7 separate regions of the Mus musculus genome follow, and all the other regions are linked to region 1. Evidence: chromatin contacts called from public promoter capture Hi-C data. All regions are on one chromosome and are shown on one strand. The core of a region is the stretch at or near the end of the contact, and the rest is flanking DNA. Distances in the headings are between cores, read along the strand shown.

Region 1 (3,698 bases), core at 651-3,150:
AAGGTGTATTACAAAGCTTCCTTTACCAACAGGAAGCCACCATCACATTTCAAACATCTGTCTACTCTGACATCTTGCAAACAGGACACAGTAGGTGCATGAGTGGATGCAAACAGTGCTGTAGGTGGGCATTTTTATAACCGGTCTGGTTTTCTAACAAAAGCAGCAACATCGCTCTGCAGAAGGATATACGATGTGAGGAACGTACGATGGGCACAAGTACTGCTTCTTTTTCCCCTTCCCTTTCTTGGAAGACTTTTCTTTAGCACAAGCGTCTTCAAACAACAAGGACATTAAAATAAAAAAGGAGATTGCCAACGAAAACTTCATCTTGAAAACGGAAGTTTCAGCAGCTCAATCTAGGAGAGAAAACAAGAAGGTATTCACACTTAGGGAGCATGTGATAAGCCTGTGACTTCCCTTTAAGGAGCTTCTCATGATGGCTACCCAACGGGCAATCGTATCTCAAATCCTACATCACTGAACGTTTGAGTGTCCTTTATATAGCAGGAAAGCCTATTTATAGTCATGGTGAGACTCAGTTCAAGTAAAGATATAGAGAAAACCAGGTTCTAGTAACAGACAATTGGAGATTGTACAATTTCCAAATCTGGGATTATATGAAATTAAAATTTGGCATTAAGTTGGAGAGTATTTCAAAATAGGTTCATACCTGTAAGGATACTTAACCCACTGTTAAAATGGTTCACTCTAGCTAGAACACTTGATGTCAAATTTTAAAATGTAGGTTGTATGGATTTCTATGCTTTTTTTTTTTTTTCAAAAAAAAATCACTAACGGACTTAATTCAAAGGAAAGCAACAAACAGAAAGGTAAAGGAAGACTGGCATGAAACACTCTAAACTCACTGCTTGTAAAATATCATTAAATTTGCATGCTACTTTGTACCCTAAAAATGCCATGCAGTAAGTTGACTTGTTAGTTTTCCCATTCGTGTGGGAACTCTTGTACCAGTCATCTTCAAAAGATAGTTCTGAGTAATAGTAAAGAAACAAAACTGGAAGTGTGCTTCAGATAATGTTCCTACCTACAAATTAACATCACTGCCTATGCCCAGAAGAGAATATCCTTGCCAAAGTACAATAAACAATACAGCAAACCCTCAAGCATTTACTAACAGCAGAATAGCTAAAAACAAACAACAACAAAAAACAAAACAAAACATCAACAACAAAAAAACCCTCTTCTGTGTGCTTTGTTTTCAGATCATAAAATTGTTTTCTGCAAACTGAGACCTAAACGCCCAATTCCCATCCCACTCTGTTATCTGGAGCACCAGTGTCCTGTATTTACCCGCCCCCTCTTCTCAGGTTCACCCCATATTTATCCTATACACCCCCAAAGCAGGCCCAAAGGGCATGTCACTAGGTCCTTCACCCGCAGCCACCTCTACCACTCTGGGATGAGAGTCCCAGTACTGCAATAGGTCTGTCCCCACTTGGCTCACAGCCCCTTATCCTCCTGGAGCGATGCTAGCTGCTACAGCCGGGCTCCCGCGCGACCCTTGTCCGCAAGGCTCTGTGGCTTTCCAGAACGGCCGGCCGCTGCAGGGCCAGGTGAGCCTCCCCACAGCACCCCAGGGCCCTCGGCGCCTCTGGTCCCCAAACCCCGGCCCCGGCCCCCGCGGGCATCGGACACTGCGTCTTGCACCGAGCCCGCCTCGGGCCCCAGCTCGGCCCCGCCGCAGTGCGCAGACCCGAAGCCCGCGCCGCAGGGAGCTCGCCGCCAGGCCTTACCGCACGCGCCCCTCAGCCCTCCGCCGAGGTGACGGCGGCGCAGGTGGCGGGCGCAGAGGCAGCTGCGACCAGCGAGTCCCGCCGCCGCCCGCGCCACCGCCGCCACCGCCGCCGCCGCCGAGTTTGACGCGCCTGCTCCGCCCCTGAGCGTGCGCCGTGGCGCGCCGCGGACAACTGCGGGGACCGCGGGCGGCGGAGGTCGCCACCGAGAGGGACGAGACGCTGCACGGTGGTGGTGGGGACGGGGATAAGGGAGGGAGAAGGGACCTTAGGGCTCTTTGGAGGGCATCATCGCAGGACCCCAGCGGGAGACTGTTAGAAAAGGAGCTAAAATAAAGGAGCAGGGCTCAAGAGGAGGTTTGTGGCACTAACTACATGATGTGGGACAGCAGTTGGCCTTCCTGAACCAAAGTGGACGAGATTCCTGTGGTTTCATCATCTTCTCTTTCTGCCTTCTATCTTAATGTCGGAATGATAATTCCAATTTCTGAAGTCTGATCTTTCTACTCAGGCTTCATGTGGTCAGAATCATTACAGTAGTATAGCATACATAGTGCAAGGAATGCTGCTCCTAACATTGGTTGCACAGTTGACATTGAGCACAACAGGGTCCCTTCATAGTGTCGCCACTGACCCTCAGTGTGTCTAGACAACTGTACATCCTTCTCAATTTTATAGACGGTGAAATTGAAATTCATGCCATTAAGAGATTCAATCACCTGGAGTTTACAGATCTTAAAAGAGATTTAGCAGTGATTTTGCATGGCAGTGCCAGTTAGTTTTTGCCTTTTGGTACTAAACTACTCTAGCTTTCATTTCCATAGTTAAGAAACAACTTCTTTTAAACTTAAGCACCCTACCCATTCCTTTAAGACCCCACAGGAGTTCATTCCCTCTCTTCATACAATTTCCCTTTCTGTGGGAAAATTGATGCCCCTTGCTTCTGTCGAATAAACGCAGTTTTGTTTGCTGAGGTCAGACTGTATCTCGGAATCCCATCTGCTTTCCTCAAGCTACTGCTGGAATATTATTATGCCCGTGCCTCCATGCCCACCTGATAATAACTCTTAAGGGAAGCCTAGCAGATTTGAACCCAAGTGAGCATGGTCCAGCCTTGTATGTAGAAGAGCAGATGTTCCACTAATTCATGTATAGGCCTGTTAAACATGAGAGAGGGGCATTCCCTCCACCCAGACACTGTCTTTCAGCTCCACAAAGCTTTCTGTGTCACAAGGGCAGCAATAACTAGGAAGCAATCCTTATTTCCATTGCTAAGTCACAGCTGCCTTGTTTTAAAGCTTCACTAAATAGAACAGCATGCCTTTTTTAATTATATCAAAACATGACCACACATTTTATTTTATTTTATTTTTATGTTTTGGATTTGTCAATTTGGTATCTCTTTCACATTTTTAAATATTTATTTATTTTTAACTGTCTTCATTAATTAAACTAATAAAATTTATTTTAAAATATACAATTCAGTATTTACATTTTTAAATCATCAAAATAATTTATAATAGTTAAATGCCTCTTAAATATACATGATATCTTCTGAAGCTAAAAGTAACACGCACTCAAACAGTTTTTAAGGTCTATTAGAAACATTAAACACAATAGAAGTAGAAAAAAATTCTCTTATGAAGTCCTCTATGTAAGGAAATTGTGACAGGTTCCTGATTAGACAGAAACAGTTCTGTGGCTTCATAGAATGAATTGGGAAGTGTTCCTTCTGTTTCTAGTTTGTGGAATAGTTTGAAGAGTATTGGTATTAGGTCTTCTTTGAAGGTTTGATAGAATTCTGCACTAAACCCATCTGGTCCGGAGCTTTTTTTTTTTTTTTTTTTTTTTTTTTTTTTGGTTGGAAGACTTTTAATGACTGCTTCTATTTCATTAGGGCTTATGGGATTGTTTAGATGGTTTATCTGATCCTGACTTAAC
Region 2 (3,698 bases), core at 739-3,238, 920 kb after region 1:
TCTGTCCTGCACAGTGCAGCTTTATTCCGGCTGTTAGATACAGTGTGAATACAAATAATTATTGTACCAAGAAAGAGAAGAAACTATGGACTTCAGGCTTTAGATGTCAACATTTTATCAAAAGTGATGATAAAATCGGGCAGAAACAAACTAGATTCTTTAAGTTGGAACAACAAAAGTCTAGGTTATCGTATCTTGAGGATAAATCATCTTCTAATCTCAGCCATGAGAATTATACCATATATTACCCCTGCAACAAGCTTTGTTCAAATTTCAGACCTGTCTCCTTTATTAGCTATGTGACTTTAGAATGGACAATTCAAAGATTCCATTTTCTCATGCTGATGGTACAAAGTGTGCATAGAATATTTACAAAGTTTTCTCTTTTTTTTCTCAGTGTGACCTCTGACTCTGAAAGAGCACCTATCCTTCCTTTCTTCTGATTGTCTCCTCCATCCTTAAAATTCTGAGAAGACTAGAAAATTAAACTGATTTTAGCAAAGTTAAGTTTGAATACTTCAATATATATTGGGTCTCTATGCTGAGTGTTTCTAAGAGTACAAGTTGTTTAGTACCTCAAGGAGATGGAGAAAGAAGAGCAGGGGAAGAGAATAAAGAGGACACACTAAAGAAACAAAGAACTAAGCAACAAATACCACCTCACTACAGGGATCCTAATCCCCAGTCTTACAGAATTTCTTCCCCCTCTTCAGCAATGATCCCTGAGCCTTCGGGAGAGGTTGAGTGATACTGATGTGTCATTTAGAGTTGGTTGCTTTACTGTAGGTTTAATAGTAGTGGGTTTCTCTTTATTAATCTCCATCTACTGGATCAAAAGGGAGCTTCTCTGATGAGGGTTTAGAGAGGCATTAATCACTGAAGAGTTAAGACTTTACAGGTTAGTTTATTACTGTATCTATTGACAACACCATTGCACACACGAATTCACAGTTCACAGACAACCTGCACAAGGTCAAGAGAGATAAAGTCCAAGCATGAATGGAGGATGAGCTACAAAACATTTACAGTTTTCAAGGCTAAAATCATGTTTAGACCTATTTCCAGTTAAAATGACAGCTCCTACACATGCATGCAAATAATATTATATGGACTGAGTTGGATATAAATACAATTCACTTATATGGATTTACGTTATATATATAAATATGGATGTAAATTTTACCTATAACATATATAAAAACATATTTATACATATAAGAACATATTTGTAACCTATATTACATATATAAATATATAATATAAAAATATATAAAAACAATTAAAGGAAAAGAAGCTATGGATTTGAGAGAGAAAAGAGGTTGATGGGAGTTGTTAGAGGATGAAAGAGGAAAGGAAAATAATATAATTATACTTTAATCCAAAAATTATTAATTTTAAAAGTGTCCTGTAGAACCAGCTGCTATTATGCATGGGAGAATATTTTATCATATGACGTTGGTGAAGGAGTATGGCAAGATATATATTTTTCAGCTCAGGTATGGGCAAGCAAAAAGCAAACAAGCAAGGTTGTATAAAATGACAATGTAAACAACTCAAAGCAACTTATAAGGCTTATGTTTTGGGAAACCAAACTGTAGGATAGGAAGTTCCTTAGGTGAATGATTCAAAACTATGGTTTCAAAGAACCTTGTAGGTTGCCATGAATCTTCATTAAAATATTTTAACTTAATGGAATATATTAAACTAATCATCCAGAAATACCATGCTCTGATTCAAAGCAAAACTTGTGCATTTTCAAGACTTATTTTTTGAACAATAAAAATAAAGGTAACTTTTACTACCTTTATTTTATGTTATAGGATATATGAACTAACTCCTCGTGCCAAGCCCTACAAATCAAATGTAAATGAGGGTAAAGTGCGGGAGACAAATAGTCTCCTCCCCCCCCCCCCCTCATGTCCAGACAGTCTTGGAGAGGAGCTGTGGGTCTGTGTACCAGAGGCTTTGCACGGAGAACTCTGGCCCTGCCTGGTGTGAGAATTCCAGCGAGGGGAAGCAGTGCAGGCAGGGAGGGGAAGTCCCTTCTGCCAGTTCTGCGGCTGCAGTTGACTCCACCTTGTCTCTGCCATGCCTTCTAGGTTTAAAGATTTCTCCTTGCTGCCCTGCAAGTAGGGCTGGGCCAACAACAGACTGACCAGGCAGTGAGGAGTGCAGCAGAGCTTTAGGCAGCACTTGGGGAGAGCAGACCTTTTCCAAAATGTTACAGCTCTCAGAACAGAAGGCTCAGACGATGGAGTAGTTCTCCTACACTTTTAATCCTTCCGGATAGGATTTTTACATACAGCTTTGGTGTGGGTAAGGGTCTGAAAACAAATGCTTCTCGTTGGTTTGGTATGAGAGCTTTGGGGAAACCTTATTTGCATGTGGGAGGGCTTGGTGCTGCTCTGCGGGGGTGGGGTGGGGAGCTGTAGGAGGCTGTAGCTATGTGAGACAGCACACAGGAGACAGGAACCCAGGAGGCGTGGCTGAACATTTGTCATCCCATGCAGGTGGAAGTCTCCACCCATCTGGTCACCAGGGTTCCAGACCTTTGCTCAACCGGGGACCAGGCTGTCAGTGCACAGCCGACTGCTGCACAAGGAGCTATATCACCTGTGTTGATAATCATGTTAACTCTGAAACCAGCCTTGTAAATGTACCCTCTGCACTCACTCTCTCCAAACAAACTCTTCTCAGTTCAAGGCAGGACAGGATATGATTCTTGCGTGTCTTAAAGATGTTCCCTTTCTCTGCCCCACACCCGGCTTGTATATGGACTTCACTGCTTATTACTGTCTTCTAATTATTTCACACAAATCCCTGCCAAAACCCAGAAACGGCAGACCAAAGCTCATAAAGAATAGCGGGGGACATTTGCAGACTATGAAGGCTCACGTGAACAATTTTACTTTGTGTGTGGATGTGTTTGTGTCGATGCATGTGTATGCGTAGAAAAGTGTCCATGTGCATATCAGTCAGAGGACAACATTGCCTTCGGTTCCCTAGGCACTGTCCACCTTTTACTTGAGATAGGTCTCTCGGTGGCCTAGAAATTTGCCGAATAAGTAACAATAAGTTTCCAGGGATCCAGTGCCTCTACTTCACAAACTGTCATCTCTCCGGTGACACGTGTTTGCTGCTTTGTCTGGGGTTTTAGACAGGGTGTGGCGATCTGGACTCTGGTCCTTATACTTGCAAAGCAGGTATTCTCTCTACTGAGATGCCTTCCCAGGAGGTCTCACTTTAAAGTACATACTTTTGTCAGCTGTATTGGGTGAGGAAATTGAGTGAAACTTGATAACTTCACCCGTTCCAATATGATACTTGAAGACAAAACTGATAGAGCTTTTACAAAATCTCAACTCAAATTTCAACACCAGAAAGGAACAAACTGCACACTCTGGTCTGGTGAAGATAACATAGTTGAATTCCAAAAGAGCCGTGAGTACATAAAAACATTTTCAGCCGTCATGCTGCTTAATCTTTTGTTCCATTGTGGATATTTATATGAATTATGGTAAGCAAAGATAAGAAAAAACTTATCACAGTCATGACTTTTAGTAGAACAGTCAAGAGTTAAGTGATCATCACTGCTGTTCAGTTCTAGAACATTTTCAACATACAGAATGCAAACTCCATCCCAATTAAACAGCAATGACTCATTGCCTCCCTAGCCCTTGGTCATCTTTGGCACACTT
Region 3 (3,698 bases), core at 639-3,138, 870 kb after region 1:
TCTTAGGATCCCGTGTGGAATCCTGTGTGGGCCCTTGCGGGTGTCAGGCGACTCCACTGGCAAGGTACCCTGGGACTGGAGTGGAGCGGAAGGGGCTTGTGCCCCAGGTCAGGCTCAGGTAGTCTGCTTCCCTATTTCCAGCGGTCTCAGGTTCCGCGTGATTGGATTGGGGCAGGCGCTGTGTTCCACTCACCAGAGGTCTTATGATCCCGTGTGGAATCCTGTGTGGGCCCGTGCGGGTGTCAGGCGAGTCCGCTGGCAAGGTACCTCGGGGCTGGAGTGGAGTGGAAGGGGCTTGTGCCCCAGGTCAGGCCCCAGGTAGTCTGCCACCCTATTTCCCGCGGTCTCAGGTTCCGCGTGATTGGATTGGGGCAGGCGCTGTGTTCCACTCACCAGAGGTCTTAGGATCCCATGGGGAATCCTGTGTGGGCCCTTGCGGGTGTTGGGCAAGTCCGCTGGCAAGGTACCTCGGGGCTCGAGTCTTATTTTTTCTTTCTACTGAAAATATTTTTGTTATTTTCATGTAATATATCCTAATTATGGTTTTCCTTCTCCAAACAGTCCCAGATCCTCCCTATATCCCTACCTACCCACATCCACATCCTTTCTTGCTCCCTCTCAATAGAAAATAAATTAGCATTAAAATAACAACAATAACCTGAACAAAAACAAACACAAGAAAAATTCACAAGAAGAACAAAGAAAACTCAAAAGAAACATATATTGATGTAGAGACAAACACACTGGCAAACACAGAAATCTCATAAAAACACAAAATCAGATACCAAGTTATATAAACAAAATGCCTACAAGGAAAGGGAAAAAGAAAGAAAGAAAAATGAAAAATAAAATGCTCAGACACATGGAGAAACAAAACCAAATCCAAACAACAACAACAATAACAAAAACCCTCCAAAACTACAATGGGATTTGGCCTGGCCTTAAAAGTGGTTTGTATGCCCAATTAGACACCTTTGGAGACAACTAATTTTCATTATGAGTGGTTATCAATTAGTTATAGCTTCTGGGTTGGAAATGTCAGCTGGACTGCTGGGCATGGTGTCACACGTCTTTAATCCCAGCACTCAGGAGGCAGAGGCAGGCAGATTTCTGAGTTCCAGGCCAGCCTGGTCTACAAAGTGAGTTCCAGGACAGCCAGGGCTACGCAGAGAAACCCTGTCTCGAAAAAGAAACAAAGAAAGAAAGAAAGAAAGAAAGAAAGAAAGAAAGAAAGAAAGAAAGAAGGAGGGAGGGAGGGAGGGAGGGAGGGAGGGAGGGAGGAAGGAAGGAAGGAAGGAAGGAAGGAAGGAAGGAAGGAAGGAAGGAAGGAAGAAGGAAATGTCCGCTGGAAACACAGACGTTATTAAAAAGCGAATTATACAAACTCATAGGTACACATATTTGAATCAGAAGCATCACTCATGGGAAACGTTAAGTTTTGCGTGATTGTGTTTTTTGGCTACCATCTGTTCTTCGAGTTATTTCTGTGTGTGGGATTCACACATCAAAAGTTCTATACAAGGATGCAGTCTTAACACTGTATTCAACGTTGTGCCTGTTCGTTTCCAACAACAGTAAGCTTCACCAGAGAAGCTATATTAGCAAAACTGGCAAACACTAGAAACGGGGCAACCTCCCCTGGAAGGCCAGCCAATGGTCTCTGCTCTGAGCTCATTACTAACTCTTCTCTGGATATACAGTTTTTCAGAACTCTGGATGTACTTTCTCAGTCCCTTTACTAAGTAATTTCTAGATAATTAAACTGATCAAATGATTGTCAGCAACAGGTTTATGAGTACAAGGAAATGCCAAACAAGTAAAGAACTGTGAACAGAAGGCCCTCTCCTGGCGCAGTCCGCATAGTTTTATTCTAATGGGTCATAGTGACTGTAGTGACATGTCTTCTCCCTAGTCCCCAAACTATCACATCACATGGTAAGCTACATGAGGCCCCTGGTTTAGTTCCTTGCGATTCAGAGATGTATAGCAAATAAAGGCTCTTTAAATTATGAATTCTTGTCTCATCCTTGATCTCATTGGGAAACAGATAGAGCAGAGTAGATTTCACTGGAGAAACTCGATATTACGGAGACAATAAGCTATGAGGAATAACTCTAAAGATGTAGTGATAGCATTTAAAGGACGTTGGGCTGCCCACAGGAAGGGCAAACTTGGTCAGGAAAATCCCCTGTTCCATTAGGCCTGAGGCTTGTTTGGGAGGGAGTGGTTACAGCTCCCGGGATGGCAGAAGGGGCTACTGGGGTTTCTGGGTCGAAGCTGGTCCACACTCAGCAGACAGGAAGGAAATGAGCCAGCCTGCTGGGTGCGGGCATTCAGCCCATTAAGCAAAGCCACAGAGGAAGTCCTGGTGCTGCTAACGACTCTAAGCCTGGAGCATTCAGTATCAGTACGCTTCAAGTACAACTTTCTGAAGGTGATCATAGGGCTTGATGTGAGCCTATGAGGTCACCGCGTCCACTGGGTACGTGGCTGGATAAAAAAGCCACCACATGTTCTCACCACACACCCACATCATGTACGGAATAATGCAGCAGAAGCCAGAAGGGTAACGCCAAAGCAAAACTGCTCAGAGGAAAAGCATAAAAGAGAGGAAGAAAGAAAGAAAAAAAAAAAAAATCCCTTTTTTTTCTTCAGCGTGTCTCTTGCGCCCTCTATTGGCAAAGTAGATATCTTGCGGCGTTTACAGAGTTGTTTTGTGTTTGGAAGTGAAATTGGCAGTGTTCTCTCTCGATCCTCACTAGGGGGTCTTGGCTGACACATTTGTAAAGTTAGTCCCTCCATTTTGAAATGGTATTTTTCCTTGTCATCTTGCCCTATCAAATTTGTAAGTCGGAAATTCAGCGTTCCCTTGATGACTCTCCAGCGACTTTCTCCATAGCAAACATCTGCCTCAAATAAACTCTCCTTTTTTCTGTCAACCTCAAACTTATGTCATTATCTGTCCTATGAACGACTATATTTATTCCTTGTGAAAAAAGAGATAAGTGCCTGTAGTTCATGAGACATTTCACTTGGCATTTCAGGTAGATAGATATAATCTGTTTATGTTATTATAATTTAAACTGCACTGTAGAGGTAGAATAACAGCTCTGTCAATTAGAAACATTAGGAATTCCATACAAAAATATTGAAATAATATGATAGTCATGATAAAAATAATGATCACAACAAAAACATTCTTAATAGGAAATTGCTTATAACCTGTCAGTAAGATTAAAACTAGGTAGAGGCTCTCAGGGGTTATCACTTCCAAACAGGGGGGAAAACAATCTCTGAAGTCAAAAGTAAAAATCATTTAAGGCTGTGAAAATTATCTTAAGAATAATAAACATGTGTTTGGAGGGAAGAGGGTCTGTAAAGCCATCCAACCCATGGACCATATTAAGACTCAGAAAACATATTAAAGATGTAGGTATTTTCCGCAAGATCTTTGATATTATTTCCAGTGGTTCCTCGTCTGGCTCCCTTTTGTGAATCTTTTCTGCTAAGCCTCTAATCCAAATCTTGTTCTCCAGGTCTCCTTTTCTATCACAGTCTTGTAACCATTCATCTTTATGTGTTGTTAGAGCCCAGTCCTATCCCCTTCCGAGCTTCCGTCCGAAAGAAGATGCTCAGCCATTCTCTACTCCATTACCTTGTGCTTCACTCTGTGTACCTTTGGGGTGGAGCTCTTTCCG
Region 4 (3,698 bases), core at 859-3,358, 850 kb after region 1:
TGCTGCCGAGGTTTAATGCACCACATGTTGTTTATATTGTTCACCATTTTTACCCGGAACTAAATTATGAATTACATTTTGTGTAAAATTTCCTCCCAGGATCTAAAAATGAGGCTTGCAAAAATGTTTCCTTGTACGTATCCAATATTAGTTGAATCGTGACTACTGCCGTAATAATCAGGATGTTCAACACTGAACCAGCCAGCTGTGTGTGACTTTTGATTTTTAATCTTTGTGGACTTCACACAGGTTATGCAAATACTCTGCCACTGCACTACAGTCCCAGCCCTGGACTGTTTTAGAAATTGATGTCATGTGCCTTTAGCAAAGCATCCTACCTTAAAAGAATTATTTGCATTGTGACTGGGCTGATGAGTTTGATAGTATTTCAAGCTCCACTATTTGCTAATGCATATTAAATAGCCATACATTCATAATACGTCAGTGACTTCCATTATCCTGACAACAGGCATGCCTCCATCACACTCAACATCATCCCACCTTATTGCACAAAAATAATAATTCTAAATCGAACTATTTTAAACTGAATTGGATCAATTAAATGACAACCATGAAATAATCTGCAGACTCAGAGAGTCTAAGTAATAAGGATGTCTCTGAGAGACACACGGATCTCCCTAAGAACAGAAAATAGAATGGATTCTGTGAGAAGACTGGGAGCTGCTGGGTGGGGAGTGGACCAGGAGGAATCATGTGGTGGGTTGTTGAAAAGAGGACATAGAGGAACAGGTCTGGAATTGGAGGGCATTTGGGAGATAATGTGAAGACATAGTGCAGTTGAAACTCCCTGGAATCTATGAGGGCGATGCTAAAGAAGACTACTAATAATAGAGGATACAGAGCCTGTACTGTCCCTCTCCTGTACCCAGACAAGGGTTATAGCAGTGTCACTGGGACAAAAACCTACCCACAAACCCTTCCACCTGCAATCTGACCTTCCTTTAAGATGTGCTGAGGTAATGGTGGACAGAACTTCTAAGTGTAGCCAACCAATGACTTATCTACTTTGAGGCCCACGTAGCCTTCATTGTCAGGAACTGGAGGCTGGGATCAGAGACTTAGGGTAGATCCAAATATGACTGACAAAAACAAAACAATCCACAACAAAAATGAAATGATTCCTAATGAGGATGTTCTGCTATAATTATGGATTGGTGTCTAATGTCCTCATCAGAAAGGCTTCCTCTGTCAGCTGATGGGTGCAGATGCAGAGACTTACAGCCAAACATTGAGGGTTCATGGGAGAGTGAGCACAGGTTGCAGATCTCTATCTTGGAGCTCAGGGAACCAGTAAGTGAATGAGGAGGAGGAGGAATTGTGAGAGTCAGCAGTGGCAAGGACACAGGGAGTTCATAACCTGCGGGATCAACTAAGCGGGGTCCATGGGGGTTCATAGAGACTGCTATGGCTGTCACGGAGCTGCTTTGTGCATGGATCTGAGCTAGGCCCTCTGCATACGTGTAACGATTGGTGGCATGGTGTCTTTTGACACGTGACAGTGAGAGTGAGGTGTCTCTGATTCTCTCGCCTCCTCTTGGGACTTTTTGTTCTACTAGGTTCCCTCGTTCAGCTTTGATGTGAAGGTTTGTGCCTGGTCTTATTGTATCTTAATGTGCTTTGTGGAATCTGCCATACTGTAGATTGACTCTCAATCATCCCTAGGAGGCCTGCTCTTTTCTGGGTGTAGACAACTGGGGTGGGGAAACTAAGAGAGAAGGAGGTGGGGCATGGGGCAGGGAAAAGCAGACAGATGGAAAGCTGCACTCAAGTATGAAAGAAGAATAAATTTAAAAAATTAAAATTTTGATTGGAAAAGACTGACATTTAAAGTAAGACATCGATATTGCCAGTATGTAGGTTCATACACAGAACATTCAGAGAAAATTACCAGAAAACTCTGTCATCTAAAGCTTCTTTGAATGCTAATACTCTATTCTGCTCTTCAGCGTAGATTCTCACGCGTGCCTTACAGAAATAGTAGCTTTATAACAAAATAACTTTATAACAAACTTGCAAACTGATTAGTCTAGAATGCTGTCACATAGTGAGAAAGATATTTGCATGAGAGCTAGACTCCAGCTTTGTGAAGTTGCTTTAGGAACACTTGAATAATGAATGTGCTTGGGATAATCTGTGCTTGCTAGAGGTGAGCAGAAGCTTGCTTCAGTTTCAGCTGCCACATTCTACTCGAAAGTGAAAGCTGATTTGCATGCTGGCTATGAGCTGTGGATCTTGCACAGACTGCCTAACAAACCAGTAAAAGCACACTAAACAAAACCACCTGGCTGACTTTCATGATGTCACTAGTTCACTGTGGGAGCTCAGAGCTCTTTATAAGCACTCTGCTGCCTTCCGAGAAATTAAGCTACATAAACTACATCCTGAGTGTGGTGCTTACCCAGGAGAGTCAATTAACTATCAAAAGGTACTGAGTAATATTAGGCCACCATTTAGTAATGCATAACGTAACTGCAGAAGTTTTACGGAAATAAACAGACCCCTGGGCTTAGAACCTGTATTAACCATATGGTAACCAAGTACTTCCAGTAAGTATATATCACAATGAGATAACTTCAGAATATTAATAACCATCAAATGTATTACCTCTGTATGTAATACTCATGCTAAAATTTTATTCTAGTAGAAAGATGGTCACATTCTAGAATATCTGCATGGCAATGCAGGGTACATTTTACACACAAATATAGTCTTCAAATGTACAATATTAATACAGTTATAAGATAGGAATGTAGATAGTTAAAAACCAAAAAAACATGAAATTGAATATTAAATATGTGTAAAAACAATACTAAAATGTCATTATCTAGGTATGATGGCAGTTTTTTCAAGCTTTATTTTTGTTTCTCTCTCTCTGTCTCTCTGTCTCTCTCTCTCTCTCTCTCTCTCTCTCTCTCTCTCTCTCTCTCTCTCTCTCTCTCTCTGTGTGTGTGTGTGTGTGTGTTTGTGTGTGTGTGTGTGTGTGTGTGTGTGTGCCATGTTATGCAGGTCCATGGAGTCTAGCACATAGTGTCAGGCCCCCTGGAGCTGGAGTTACAGGCAATTGTGAATTCCCCAACATGGGTCCCGGGAACTGAACTTGGGTCTTCTGGAAGAATAGCAAGCATTTTTAAAAGCTGACCTATCTCTCCAGCTCGAGATGACAATTTTAAAACACAATAATAGTTTATTTATTATTTTTATTTATTATTAAAATAAAACTAGTATATCTTAAAGTTATTTTCATTATAAAATGGCTGTATAGATATAGGGAGAAGAGATTTGGTTTTGGTTTAAAGTGATAGGGTCTTACTTTGTAGCAAAAGCTGACCTAGTATTCAGTATGTGGCTCATCCTGGACCACACTCATAGCATTTCTGTTTCTTCTGTAGCCTGAATATGAGGGTCAGGGTGTGAGCTACCGTACATGGATGAATATCCATAAAAAGAAACTCGGCACCAAATACAGCATCGAATACCAATAATATCTGCGTAATGTTAAAAAGAAAATTTGTGGTTACATACAATATGAACATCAGAAACTAATAGCATCTGTGTAATATTAAACAGACAAGCAGTAGTTACACACAACGTGAAAATACACAGTACACCGTCTCTATTACCAGGGCTTCTCAAACTGAAGGTAATTATAGATGTCTTCAGGTAGGTTTTCATTAAAT
Region 5 (3,698 bases), core at 413-2,912, 830 kb before region 1:
AAATCCCATGCCATTCCCAGTTAGCCCTCTCTGCCTTGCATTTGTGGACCAAGATGCAAGGTCTCAGCTACTGCTTTAACTGCAGCCATGCCAGCCTGACGGCTGCAGTGCCATAATGGTCATGGACTCACCCTCTGAAACTATAACCCCAAATAAATTCTTCTATAAGTTGTCTTGGCCATGGCATCTCTTGTGCCACCAATAGAAAAGTAATGAAAAGGTGACATTTTAGATTGGGTTTTCCTTTTGTTTTAGTTTCATTTTTTGGTTGTTGCTCTTTTTACCTTTTGAGATAGGCTCTCTCTAAATTGCTGGCCTTCAATTCAATTGTCTCTGCAGGAAGCAGATCTTGAACTTGTGATCTGCCTGCCTTGGCCTCCTGAGTAGCTAGGATCACTGGTCTGTGCCATCACTCCTGTCTATCTTGTGTTGCAAGAAACTTTCTGAAATGCTCACATATCTGGGGGACTAAGTTTCTGGGAGCAGGTAGCATAGTTCTGAATGTGAAAAGGTCCTTGTTCTCCTTTTAATGTTAAGTCCACTGAGTTTAGATCAGTGCAACTATGAAATGAAGGTAACCTTTACAACTTCTTATAGCTTATGGCTGCCCACCCCCATTCTTTCTATTATCTGCTGAAAATAAAAGCCTGAAGGTGGAGATCTATATTGCTTTTAAGAGCATATTGACGCACTGAGCTGGAAATGGCAGTGCTTTTAATAAGGTACCAATGACACAAATACTATCAAAATGTTAGTTTTGTGGTCCTTTACTTAGAGCAGTGTGGTGTTTTGGTAAATAATATTTAAACTCAGAGCAGTAATTAAGTTACATGACCATGCCTCATGACAGTCTGTTAATATTCTCTTCATTATGGAATTTGGCCTTCAGTGTCCAAAGGGGAACAAGGAGTCACCATCAAATTTGCTAATAAGGGATTAAGTAGAAACTTGACAGCTGCTAATCAACTGGCCGTGCCTTTTGGGTGTTGCTGGAAGTCATATCGAAACTGTTTTATTCCCTTATTAGTGCTGGGGTGAAAGGGGATACTAGGTATGTTCTCTGCCTCTGAGTCCCAAGTCCAGCCTGTCTCTGTCTCTGTCTCTGTCTCTGTCTCTGTCTCTGTCTCTCCTCTCCTCTGTCTCTCTCTCTCTCTCTCGCACCCCCTCCCACTCCTCCATTCTGTCTCACAGTTGTATTTGAACTTTTGACCCTCCTGTCTCAGCCTCCTGAATAGGTAAGATCCCAGTCCTGCATGGTGCTAAGTCAAAGTGGCTCCAACTTTATGGAGATAGTCAATTTGCATAGGAGTTTCTTAGAGAGAGACTAATATTCTCTAAGGTTTACCAAGTACATCAGTCTCTGACTTGGTCCAATTTAGCTTGTGGATTTAGCATGCCGATTAAATCTGAGGAGAGAATTTAGTTACCAAGTTTTTCTTTTCGAATCATTTCGAATTTTAAGTATACACATTTTGCAAGTCCTTCTTTTACAGACAGCTTTAGGTTGGATGCTGAAGGAGAGAGAGGATAACAGAAACGAGAAAAAGCTAAAGGGATGTGTAAGGAATAGAAGAAGGCTAAAAAGCTGAAGAACGGCAGAGAGGTTAGTGAGAGGGGAAAAAAAAAACAAAAAAACAAAAAAACAGAGAGTACGGAGTACAGGCTCTGCGCCACTAGAGGGCAGGGCAGCACTGGGTAGAACGCCATCTTTAGCAAGTTCTTCCCCCTCTAAAAAGAAACCTGGGGCTGAAAATGAGAAAGGGAAGAGGGAAGGCATGGAGGAAATTAGGAACGAAGGGAGTGCAGTTGGGTGTAAGACAAGTTTCTTTTCAGATTCAAGCACGAGAGCAAGAGGAAGAGAGGAAGGATCATTTTTCTGTACCCTGACAAGACTTAAAGTGAATGTTTCCCAGCACCTGAAAGGCAGGGACTGAAAGACTACCATTTGTTGCTCACCTAAGGATTTTCCCCCTCTTCTTCCCGGAAATGCTCAATCTTAACAATAGATCTTTCCAAGAACTGTCTGGGAAGTATAAATAGCTGGCTGCAGCTACAGTTTGAGATTTTGACGTTGCTGTCTATTTCTTCTGCTTCTGGTTTTTACAGAGGATTTTTTTTTTTCTCCCAAGTCTCCGTCCGACGCAGCCAACTGAAACAATGTTTTTTTTCCTTTTTCTTTTTTCCCTAGACAAGTAATTTAAAGACCTAACATTTTCCTCTACAGGGAGGGCGTCGACAATAGCAACTCATTGTTTTTAAGTGATTTCATTTAAATCCACATAAAACAAGATGAAGTACGTCACAATGACCCCCTCCTCTTTTTAAGGTTATAACCTATTTTAATGACTGCTTTGATATACGTCGCATGGCATCTTAAAAATTCAGAAACGGATGTCTCTGAATTTAGATTTAGAATCAAGATATGCAGCTTTTAGTACAACATGCTTTTGAGAGAATTGTAAAGATGGCGTCTTGTTAGGGCTTAACAAGAGACGAGCTAAAAAGGCTCCACTGTTCAGTGGAAATAGCTTGCTCCCATCTTCAGTATCTAAAAACTGCGTGTGTGTTTTATTCAATCATTACTTAAAAATTAAGACACTGTTGGGGACCAGAGATAAAATGTGTCTGGAATGTTTTTGGTGAATGTTTCAAGACTGAGAGAAAGTCCTTTTAGAAAGGAATTTGACTATAGGTGGCTCTTGCTTTAAATAGTAGCTGTACCCTCTGAAACATATCTGTCAATTGATTTTTTTCTAAATGGAATTATGTTTTTTTATTGACTCATGAAAATTTCAGAAGTGCTTTTTATTATTTTCCAGTGATATCTACATTTAGCTTTGAGGTTTTTCTTCCTTGCAAGTAAACAATATGAAAACATTCCCAGAAGCGCAATGTTTGTAAAATGTAGGCCTCGGTTTCAGTTGTCTGCAAACAGTTTCTCTGTTCTTTATGTGTTTCAGTCAGGGATTGAATTTTTGGGCAAAGCTAAGCCATTGCTGTGTGTAAACATAGGTCTTGGTTATCGTAGCATTCAGACTGCTCTCAGGCCACTTTTAAAGACACATAAGCCATCATTTCCAGGCCTCACTTCCAGTCTTCAGTGTGATGTAACAGCTGTCTCTTGTTTAGTAGAGGAAATGTCTGAGAGGAAAAACAGTTCCCGAGTTATCCTGTCTACAGACAGCTCTTCCACTATCATTTCCTCATTAGCTGAGAAGCGTGGCAGCATGACTTTGTCGGGAAAGAACAACGATGCTCTTTTCCTGCGACCAGGGAATTTAGAGCTGGGGAAGACGCTTCTTCAAGGCTACCAGGTTTGTTTTAAATTCATAAAATAACCCATTCCCTAAAAGAAGAATGGTAGAATGTCAAAGCTGTTCAGTAAAACACAACTATTTAAACCAAGTGTCAGGTGGGTAGTTAGTTACTCTGGAGACTTTTCTCCCAAAAGAATTTGGAATACACTAACACTAGGTATGAAAAAAGTAAATAAACAAAGAATGAGAAATATATCTTTCATCACGTTTACATGCAGATAAAATCAACTTAAGCACAGAACATGGATAATTTGTAAATGTCAATTTCTTTAAAAAGTGAATCTAAATTTTATGAATTTAAAAATTTGTCACATAGCTTGTGTGTACTACCCCTAGATTAAAATGGCCAAATGTTGACTACAGTCATCATAGAACCAAAGC
Region 6 (3,698 bases), core at 755-3,254, 700 kb after region 1:
GTCATTCTTTTGCTTTCGTACCTGCCTCAAGACAATGCCATAGGTGAAAAACATATGCTTTGCTTAAGGGTAGGTAAATGAGAGGTAATGGTGAACCCCAGTGATAGAATGCTTGGCTAGGACACATCCTCAGATTGATTTCTAGCAAACTGATAGAAGGAGGTGTGGGTGGGTATAAGTGAGAGAGGAAAGCAGAGGAGGCAAGGGAGAAAAGAAAAACAAGGCAAGAGTACCAGATAGTTTCAAATGTCAGCTTGATCTAAAATAACCAGTCCCTGGGCATGAAGAACTGACTTGATTAGTTTAATTGAGGGAGAATGACCCACACATTAAAGGTGGTAGCAGTCTCTGGGCTTGGGTCAGGGGCTATGAAAGAAGAAAAAATTGAGGTCAGAGCATGCAGCCATCAGTTGCTGGTCCTTGACTATGAATACAATATGACCAGTTCGAGCTGCCAATAATGGAATGTGCCTTCAATCTGTGAACCAGAAGGAACCAACCTCTTTCTCAGTCAAATTTTGTGTAGTAGGGAATTTATCACAGTAACTGCAAAAGAAACAGAGAAGGGGAAAGGAAGAGAGGAAGAGGGCAAGGGTGGGGAAGGGGAAAGGAGGGAGGAGGAAAAGAGGAAAAAGAGTACCTAGCACACAATTTGAGAAGTCTAGTAATTCAAAGTGTTTAATTGAGTCAACATAAATCCTTCTTCATTACTGTAGATGTTTCTAGTGTTTATCCTCCTTGGGATTTTACTTCTACTTGATCAGGATGACTAAACTTTCTGAGTCTCTTTGTAGGTAACTAAGGGTGTATAAACAGATGTAGGTTCTGAAATGTTTGCATTTATGAATGTGGACACTGCCTTCTCCGTCCCTTCCTCTCTCCATACTGTGGCCATCAGGAACCCAAACTTGAATAGCATTGTCATAAAATGAGACTTTTTGCATCTCTGAATCGCATATAGACCTCTACTTTTGGAGGGTTAGACCATGCATACATCATTATATTATGTTTTTCATGTTGAGTCACTGAGAGTGGGACTTTGTGTTTTAACTTCCTGCTGTAATTGATATGTACCACAGATCTTAATCAAGACTTTATTAATTTATTCATAGATAAAAACAATGTGTCTACATAAATCAGCTTTTAATCATTTGTTTTTCTGCTTATGATTAGTGTACATACACAGTCTTAAAGGATCAAGAGAAAAGACATCTTTCACTTAGCATATGTTTGGTTCAGTCAATCCCTTTTCACATGTCAATGTTCAAGGTTTTTCTGTGCTTGCAAAATTATCATTGATCTCATGGTGAATAAGTCTTTTTAAAAGGCTGTGATATATTTCGTCTTGGAGAAGCAGGTTCTGAATTAGAGCAAATATAATCCACAATGTAACAAACCATAGACGAAGATAAATAATTTGTAAAGAATATGAAATGGTGAGCCATCCAGGCAAATGAACTTAACCCAATTAAATGTGTATCACCCAAGCGTCTCTTTCCTTCAGTATAATAACAATTAATTTTTTTATATCCAACTAAGAATAAGCTCACATTTTATCAGAACAGTGTTGGGTTCTCCTATTTTTACAATGCACTTTTCCTTGCTTTCTGAGTTCAAGGAGTAAAGTCATAGAGTCTTTAGTGTAAGAAATAATACAGAAATGCTTCTCTAAAGAAAACAGATATTTTTGGTGAGTGAAAGTTCAATTACACAAAATTATTTTTAGGCTTGACCTAGAGTGTTGGCTGTAAAAATAAAATAAAATATCCCCACTCCTTTCAAAAAGCTGTGAAGGGTGAAGGAGCAGGAACACAGTCTGCTTGATGGATGCGGTTTGTTTTTGTTTTATTTTTAATGGCAAAGACCAGGAAGGATAGGGCAGAAAGGAAGTAAAAAGAAAGAATTTAGAAATGTGTTCCTTTGATTTAAGAGGAAATGAAGAGCTCTAACTACTTACTCGCCAAACAGTGAAAAGCAAGTTTACAACTAATGGGAAACTTCCAGCATATGGTTGAAACTTTACAAAGAACGTATTGAAACAATTTCAGAAATTAGGTGAGATGTGGCCAGCATTCACATAGACTATTTTAATCTTTCACAGTAATCCTGAGACTGAAATATAGCATCTGTTCAGAACTTGAGAAAAATGACTAAATATCTCAAAAATATATTCTGATAATTATAGTGGATCACAGATTTTAATGTACACTGATTGCAAAGCTGATTACCATCCTGTTGCCAATTTTCATGCCCGATCTGGGTACTTTCCTCCTTTCAGACTTTTGAGCAAGACAGAGAACAAACTAAACAAGAATATTATTCTTTAGCCCAAAACAAGAAAAGTGAGAGGGAACTGGAAATCAGCTTCTCGACCTTTGAGAGTAAGGAGTTATCATTACCAATGAGGAGGGCTAGGCAAATAAGGAGAAAGAGAGTCAAATCTTTCTAAGATTCAAGGATCCTCCTTTGTTTGATAGTTCTTTTCACTCATTACCATAATAATTGTTAGCCCTGGAGATGTGTCACCTATTGTTCACTTGAGATTTCTTCAATTTAGAAGTCTTCTTTGCATCCTTCTGATAGATAACTCATGCCCAAAGTTTTCCTGCAGACGGACTTGACCCAAGACTTCTGGTCCATAGATATTCTGTCCTCAAAGAAAAGCAAAATTAGAATATGACAGACATGGCCGGGAATGGTGGTGCACACCTTTAATCCCAGCACTCGGGAGGCAGGCAGAGGCGCGGGGTGAAGGTGGGGGCAAGGCGATTTCTGAGTTCAAGGCCAGCCTGGTCTACAAAGTGAGTCCCATGTCAGCCAGGGCTATACAGAGAAACCCTGTCTCGAAAAACAAAAACAAAAACAAAACAAACAAAGAAAAAAGAATATGACAGACATTCATTCACTCACTTCGGTTGTACTGAGGGCCATGTGTCCTATGAGCTTCACATCTTTCCTTGGCAGCTAAATTAATTTTCTAAACAAAAGCAAATATTTACACCATTAGCTTCACATAAAAGTGCCTTTAAGCTATTGTGTCTCTTACTCTAGGTCTCTTTCTACCAACCCAAGGTTCTGGCCACAATTGTAGCCTTCCACTGCCAAGGATTACAGGGTTCCTTAAAGGAAAGCTGGGGATGGATGGCAAGGAGAGCGAGAAAAAGAATGAGCCAAGACAAAGTTCTCTGATCAAGGCTCAATGTTTTAATTCTAAGGTCTGAATATAATTGGGCAAAATGCACACACACACACACACACACACACATTGCCAGGACCTCATCAGGAAGACAAGCTCAGCTGTTCAGCAGGTAGTGGCTTCTTGTAGGAAGCTGCAGAAGTGGCAGGACTTTACCTAGGTTGAAAGACTCCACCATAGGTGAGCTAGCAACTGTGATAAACAAGGTCTGATCCAGCCGTTCAAGGCTGGGGTAGAGCACACACAATATTGACAAGGACTATTTAAAAAATAAAACAATGTAATACATTAAATATGAGTTATTTTGTAAAGAATACAGGTAGTGGAATGGTTGGCCTGAATTTATGGCTTATTTCTATAAAATAAGCAAGGAACATCATTTCTTCAAAATTTGGGGTCAAAAGAAACAAAGGATGTACTTGGACAATTACCTTATTCTAGGAATCTAACAGATAGTATCATATTTACATCTCTGTGCTCACTGTACTTAGTCGGAATGCAA
Region 7 (3,698 bases), core at 705-3,204, 710 kb before region 1:
AGTACATACCATGCATGTCCTTTTGCCCTTTTGAATCTGAGTTACCTCACTCAGGATGATATTTTCTAGATCCACCCATTTGCCTGCAAAACTCATGCTGTCCTTGTTCTTAATAGCTGAATAGTATTCCATTGTGCAAAAGAACCACATTTTCTGTATCCATTCTTCTGTCATGGGACTTCTGGGTTGTTTCCAACTTCTGATTATCACAAATAAGGCTGCTATTAACATAGTTGTACCTAACTAATGGACAGAAGCAGCTGACCCCTGTGGTTGAATTAGGGAAAGACTGAAAGAAACTGAGGAGGATGGCAATCCTGTAGGAGGACCAGCAGTCTCAATTAATCTGGACCACCAAGATCTCTCAAACACTGGACCACCAAACAGACAGCATACACCAGCTGATAGGAGGGCCCCAACATACATACAGTAGAGGACTGTTGGGTCTGTGTTCATTCAGAGATGATGCACCTAATCCTCAAGAGACTAGAGGCCCCAGGGAGTTTAGAGGTCAGGTGGGGTGGGTGATGGGGACATCCATGTGGAGAGAGGGGTGTGGGGAAGAGGTATGGGATGTGGAGCAGTAGGAGGGTGGACGTGTGTGAGGGGGAATAAAATATGGAGTGTATAATAATAAAAAATTAATTTAACATTTTTATCTGTTTACATATGATGGAAAGCACACCTTTTCAATGAGATAAAGAGGAGAGAACAAAGGATTTGTTGTTGTTATTCTTGTTTTTTTTTTTTTTAATGAAGAGGCAGGGACTCTACAACTAATACATGGTGCATTTGTTGTGTTTCCACTGCTAACATTTGAAAGGAGAAGAGAGAAAAAGAGGAAGGTATAGAATGGAGAAGAAAAGTAAAAAGACAGAAGGCTAACCTCCAAAGAAAGTGGAGAAACAAAGATGGGAATGAAGTAAGTGAATTGGGGATGATACATAGCACAGAGCTTGGAGAAAGTTGATAAGCAAAAGAATACAATTTAGGACATAAAGATGGTTGTGGATCACAGAAGGATAATTCCTCATACCCACCAAATAATGAAACTTCTATTTAATACTGTGATTGTCCTGAGGCAACTCAGAGAAAATTAGTGCGGAATTACTAAAACAACCAAGTGTATTAGGTGAATTGTACTTTCCATAACAGAACAATTTTTCTTCCTAAAATGTCTTAAACATTTTAGGAGGTGTTTTGCTCCAGGGAGCTGAGCACGATGCTTTTTGTGAGACCTGTGCACATATCTCAGCTCTGTTACTTACTAATTTGCATAACACTTTCATTAGTCTGGTAGGATTTTTTCTTTTTTTTTTTTTTCTTTTTCTTCTCCAGATACTTGCTATCCATGCCATTGGAATAGTCTTACCTTCAAAACTGATTTTGATTTGGGCAAATATACAATACTTACTAATATAAAATATAATAAATTGTCAGTGCCAATCTTGATTGACATAATAATATTGCTTCCTTCCTGAGGTCTAGTTCCATATTCTTAATCCCCTAAAAGTTATATGATCTTTTTTATTTAAAAGCAAAGCAAGCAAGGAAACTTTCAGGTCCTTCTTGAATAAGAAATATTAAAGTTAAGCTAGACATATTTCATCAGTGAACTGGGCCTGAATCTACGTGAATGTAACCCTAAAGTCCTCAGGGAAGTCAGAGGATAAAAGTTCTGTGAACAGTTACTAATGAAAGGGTAAGCTGGGTTTGGAAAGAGGCTGTAGAATTTTGTCCTTGCAGAAGGCAGGAGAGTCAGAACCTATTGTGACATCTGTGTTGGCAGGGTCCCCAGGAACTGGCCTGGGAAAAGCACTAGATAACAAAGTAACTCACACTACTACTTAAGCAAATTACTATTTGTGGTGTTCTTTACTTAAGAATGTCTTAATATCAACTATTAAGTGTTTTCAGCATTAATAGGGAAGGGACAATTGCTAGCCTTCTGCTAAACACTCTTGCTTGCCCCAGTTCATTGTTCAGGGTCTCCAGGGAAACACCAATAGCATGGTGACAGTAGCTTTCACCCCTGCTTCTAATATAAAAGGGAATTCTTATATCACATTTAGAAGATATTTACTGCCCTTATATTTACCCTGGTATGCTTTATCAGGTCAATCACTATCCTTTTTGAAACTACTTATTAAAAATTTACCTGCATAGATCTGGAGCCAAAGTAAGAGGAAAGAAGCTGCTGCTTCACAACCCAAGCTTTTCAATAACACGGAGTGGAACGAACATTTTGTGATATTGAAACACTTACATAATTTTTGCCCACGAGACTGAACCGAGATGAGCTCATGATTCATCTGCAACATATAAACGAGTAGGAGGCATGGCTTCAAGCTCGGGAGGCTGAAGACTTCTGATGAGAAAAGCCTTAAGCCCCTGAAATGAAATATTTTGCAATTCTAATTAGAGTCAAATCACTGCAGATCTGTTAGTTGCAATTTTTATATTTGCATTTATATCTTAGACTTCTATTCAGAATAAATCCTCAGGAATTTCACCATCTTCAGATAAGGTTTTCAAATCTGCAGAAATGACCATAAGATTTAAACTATTAACTAATTGTAGGAGTTGGTACACTACCATGATAAAGTCATTATTGAGAAAAGACATTTTATTTTCCTTTAGTTAAGTGCAATTCAAGCTTATATTGTCAGTTACTGCATAAAACTTATACTCTTCTTTGGAAATACTTCAGATAGTATAATTTGTATTTTAAATTATGGTTAAGATTTAGTATTAATATAAGCAAATAAAATGTCTTATATAATATGATTTGTTCATAAGAAAGCAGTCAAGAGTTCTTCCTGGGTAGATTACTTGGTTGAGATTTTGGGTAGATTATCATTTTGTGCTTGGGGCATCTTTTCTGTTGAATGGCAACACCAATGCTCTCTAATTAAAATAAATATTATGAGAATTTGATGTGTGTATGCAATAAAAACATTTTGCAACTTTTGTATCTGATGCTCATGGAAAATATTAAAAAAGGGGTGGAAAGATTGTTAAGAACCAAAGTATCAGAATATATGATATAAGATATTGTCTTCTATATAGGATACAGAAGCTGTGTCTATGAACTCATAACAATATGGCTGCCTGAACAGGACCCAGAAGAAGGGAAATTCAGCATCTCCCTGCCCATAGATGAAGAACTACAGTTGGTCAGTGCCTGCTGTGAGAAAGTCTCAGTCTCTTCTGGAGAAGAGCTACCACTTAGGTTGTCCAATTCCAAGTGGTCAGCTCTAGACACATGTATATATGAATAACCTAGATGGATTCAGTAGGCTATATATATATATATGTGTGTGTGTGTGTGGTGTGTGTGTGTGTGTGTGTGTGTGTGTGTGTGTGTGTATGTGTGTATGTGTGTGTGTGTGTGTGTGTGTATGTGTGTGTGTGCAAATATATGTGCACAAATATACACATGTATATACATGCAATAATAATCATTAAAGAAGAGATCATAAATTTGGGAGAGGGATCATAGGAGGAATTAGTAGTTGAGAGGGAGAGAGAGAAGGAATGGTGTAGAACCAATGCTCATATATGAAGTTTTCAAGAAAAATAAAATTATTAAAGAAATAAACAAAAATACTCCCAATTTTAAAATGTCATCTAATATATAGCAAGCATTCTATAAATTTCGACTCTCATCATCAAGATCATCTCATGTATTAAGTAAA

What was found. Promoter capture Hi-C pulls out the DNA fragments that hold promoters and counts their contacts.
Region 2: a promoter capture Hi-C map of hippocampal neurons shows a contact between it and region 1, with 5 times the contacts expected there. The contact joins the enhancer-like site here to the promoter of Glrb in region 1. A contact is called at or near these places in 18 of 39 promoter capture datasets (the C10 cell line, the HPC-7 cell line, cranial neural crest and 10 more) and 3 of 9 other capture datasets (adipose tissue, liver and macrophages).
Region 3: a promoter capture Hi-C map of hippocampal neurons shows a contact between it and region 1, with 16 times the contacts expected there. The contact joins the enhancer-like site here to the promoter of Glrb in region 1. A contact is called at or near these places in 12 of 39 promoter capture datasets (the 3T3-L1 cell line, cranial neural crest, embryonic stem cells and 6 more), 4 of 484 Hi-C or Micro-C datasets (bone marrow-derived macrophages, cerebral cortex and cortical neurons), 3 of 115 datasets of contacts at active chromatin or transcription factors (embryonic limb bud, forebrain and large pre-B cells) and 2 of 9 other capture datasets (liver and macrophages).
Region 4: a promoter capture Hi-C map of second pharyngeal arch cranial neural crest shows a contact between it and region 1, with 4 times the contacts expected there. The contact joins the enhancer-like site here to the promoter of Glrb in region 1. A contact is called at or near these places in 19 of 39 promoter capture datasets (the 3T3-L1 cell line, 3T3-L1-derived adipocytes, the C10 cell line and 12 more), 1 of 484 Hi-C or Micro-C datasets (bone marrow-derived macrophages) and 3 of 9 other capture datasets (adipose tissue, liver and macrophages).
Region 5: a promoter capture Hi-C map of hippocampal neurons shows a contact between it and region 1, with 6 times the contacts expected there. The contact joins the enhancer-like site here to the promoter of Glrb in region 1. A contact is called at or near these places in 15 of 39 promoter capture datasets (the 3T3-L1 cell line, cranial neural crest, embryonic stem cells and 7 more), 1 of 15 datasets of contacts at CTCF or cohesin (large pre-B cells), 3 of 484 Hi-C or Micro-C datasets (cerebral cortex, embryonic stem cells and neural progenitor cells), 1 of 115 datasets of contacts at active chromatin or transcription factors (stem cell-derived neural progenitor cells) and 1 of 9 other capture datasets (adipose tissue).
Region 6: a promoter capture Hi-C map of second pharyngeal arch cranial neural crest shows a contact between it and region 1, with 2.6 times the contacts expected there. The contact joins the enhancer-like site here to the promoter of Glrb in region 1. A contact is called at or near these places in 10 of 39 promoter capture datasets (the 3T3-L1 cell line, embryonic stem cells, hippocampal neurons and 4 more) and 2 of 9 other capture datasets (adipose tissue and liver).
Region 7: a promoter capture Hi-C map of hippocampal neurons shows a contact between it and region 1, with 1.7 times the contacts expected there. The contact joins the enhancer-like site here to the promoter of Glrb in region 1. A contact is called at or near these places in 4 of 39 promoter capture datasets (cranial neural crest, embryonic stem cells, hippocampal neurons and 1 more) and 1 of 9 other capture datasets (adipose tissue).

Annotation. Positions count from the first base shown.
Region 1 is chr3:80,911,760-80,915,457 of GRCm38.p6, forward strand. Glrb (glycine receptor, beta subunit) reads right to left here and starts at 1,901. Exons shown (of 10, transcript NM_010298.6): 1 at 1,758-1,901; 2 at 209-359. The coding sequence starts at 330.
Region 2 is chr3:81,833,508-81,837,205 of GRCm38.p6, forward strand. No RefSeq gene overlaps it. Among named protein-coding and RNA genes, the nearest start is that of A830029E22Rik, 33 kb to the left of the region's middle. Within about 2 kb of position 1,989, at least 56 of the 459 cell types and tissues checked have an H3K27ac peak or open chromatin away from gene starts, as enhancers often do. A contact at or near this core is called in embryonic stem cells, hippocampal neurons, neural stem cells and 1 more, where this site is marked.
Region 3 is chr3:81,780,758-81,784,455 of GRCm38.p6, forward strand. No RefSeq gene overlaps it. Among named protein-coding and RNA genes, the nearest start is that of A830029E22Rik, 19 kb to the right of the region's middle. Within about 2 kb of position 1,889, at least 126 of the 459 cell types and tissues checked have an H3K27ac peak or open chromatin away from gene starts, as enhancers often do. A contact at or near this core is called in bone marrow-derived macrophages, cerebral cortex, cortical neurons and 4 more, where this site is marked.
Region 4 is chr3:81,758,868-81,762,565 of GRCm38.p6, forward strand. No RefSeq gene overlaps it. Among named protein-coding and RNA genes, the nearest start is that of A830029E22Rik, 41 kb to the right of the region's middle. Within about 2 kb of position 2,109, at least 49 of the 459 cell types and tissues checked have an H3K27ac peak or open chromatin away from gene starts, as enhancers often do. A contact at or near this core is called in second pharyngeal arch cranial neural crest, where this site is marked.
Region 5 is chr3:80,078,284-80,081,981 of GRCm38.p6, forward strand. No RefSeq gene overlaps it. Among named protein-coding and RNA genes, the nearest start is that of Gm36569, 190 kb to the left of the region's middle. Within about 2 kb of position 1,663, at least 48 of the 459 cell types and tissues checked have an H3K27ac peak or open chromatin away from gene starts, as enhancers often do. A contact at or near this core is called in cerebral cortex and hippocampal neurons, where this site is marked.
Region 6 is chr3:81,612,162-81,615,859 of GRCm38.p6, forward strand. No RefSeq gene overlaps it. Among named protein-coding and RNA genes, the nearest start is that of Gm52636, 16 kb to the right of the region's middle. Within about 2 kb of position 2,005, at least 1 of the 459 cell types and tissues checked has an H3K27ac peak or open chromatin away from gene starts, as enhancers often do. A contact at or near this core is called in second pharyngeal arch cranial neural crest, where this site is marked.
Region 7 is chr3:80,203,242-80,206,939 of GRCm38.p6, forward strand. No RefSeq gene overlaps it. Among named protein-coding and RNA genes, the nearest start is that of Gm36569, 320 kb to the left of the region's middle. Within about 2 kb of position 1,955, at least 20 of the 459 cell types and tissues checked have an H3K27ac peak or open chromatin away from gene starts, as enhancers often do. A contact at or near this core is called in hippocampal neurons, where this site is marked.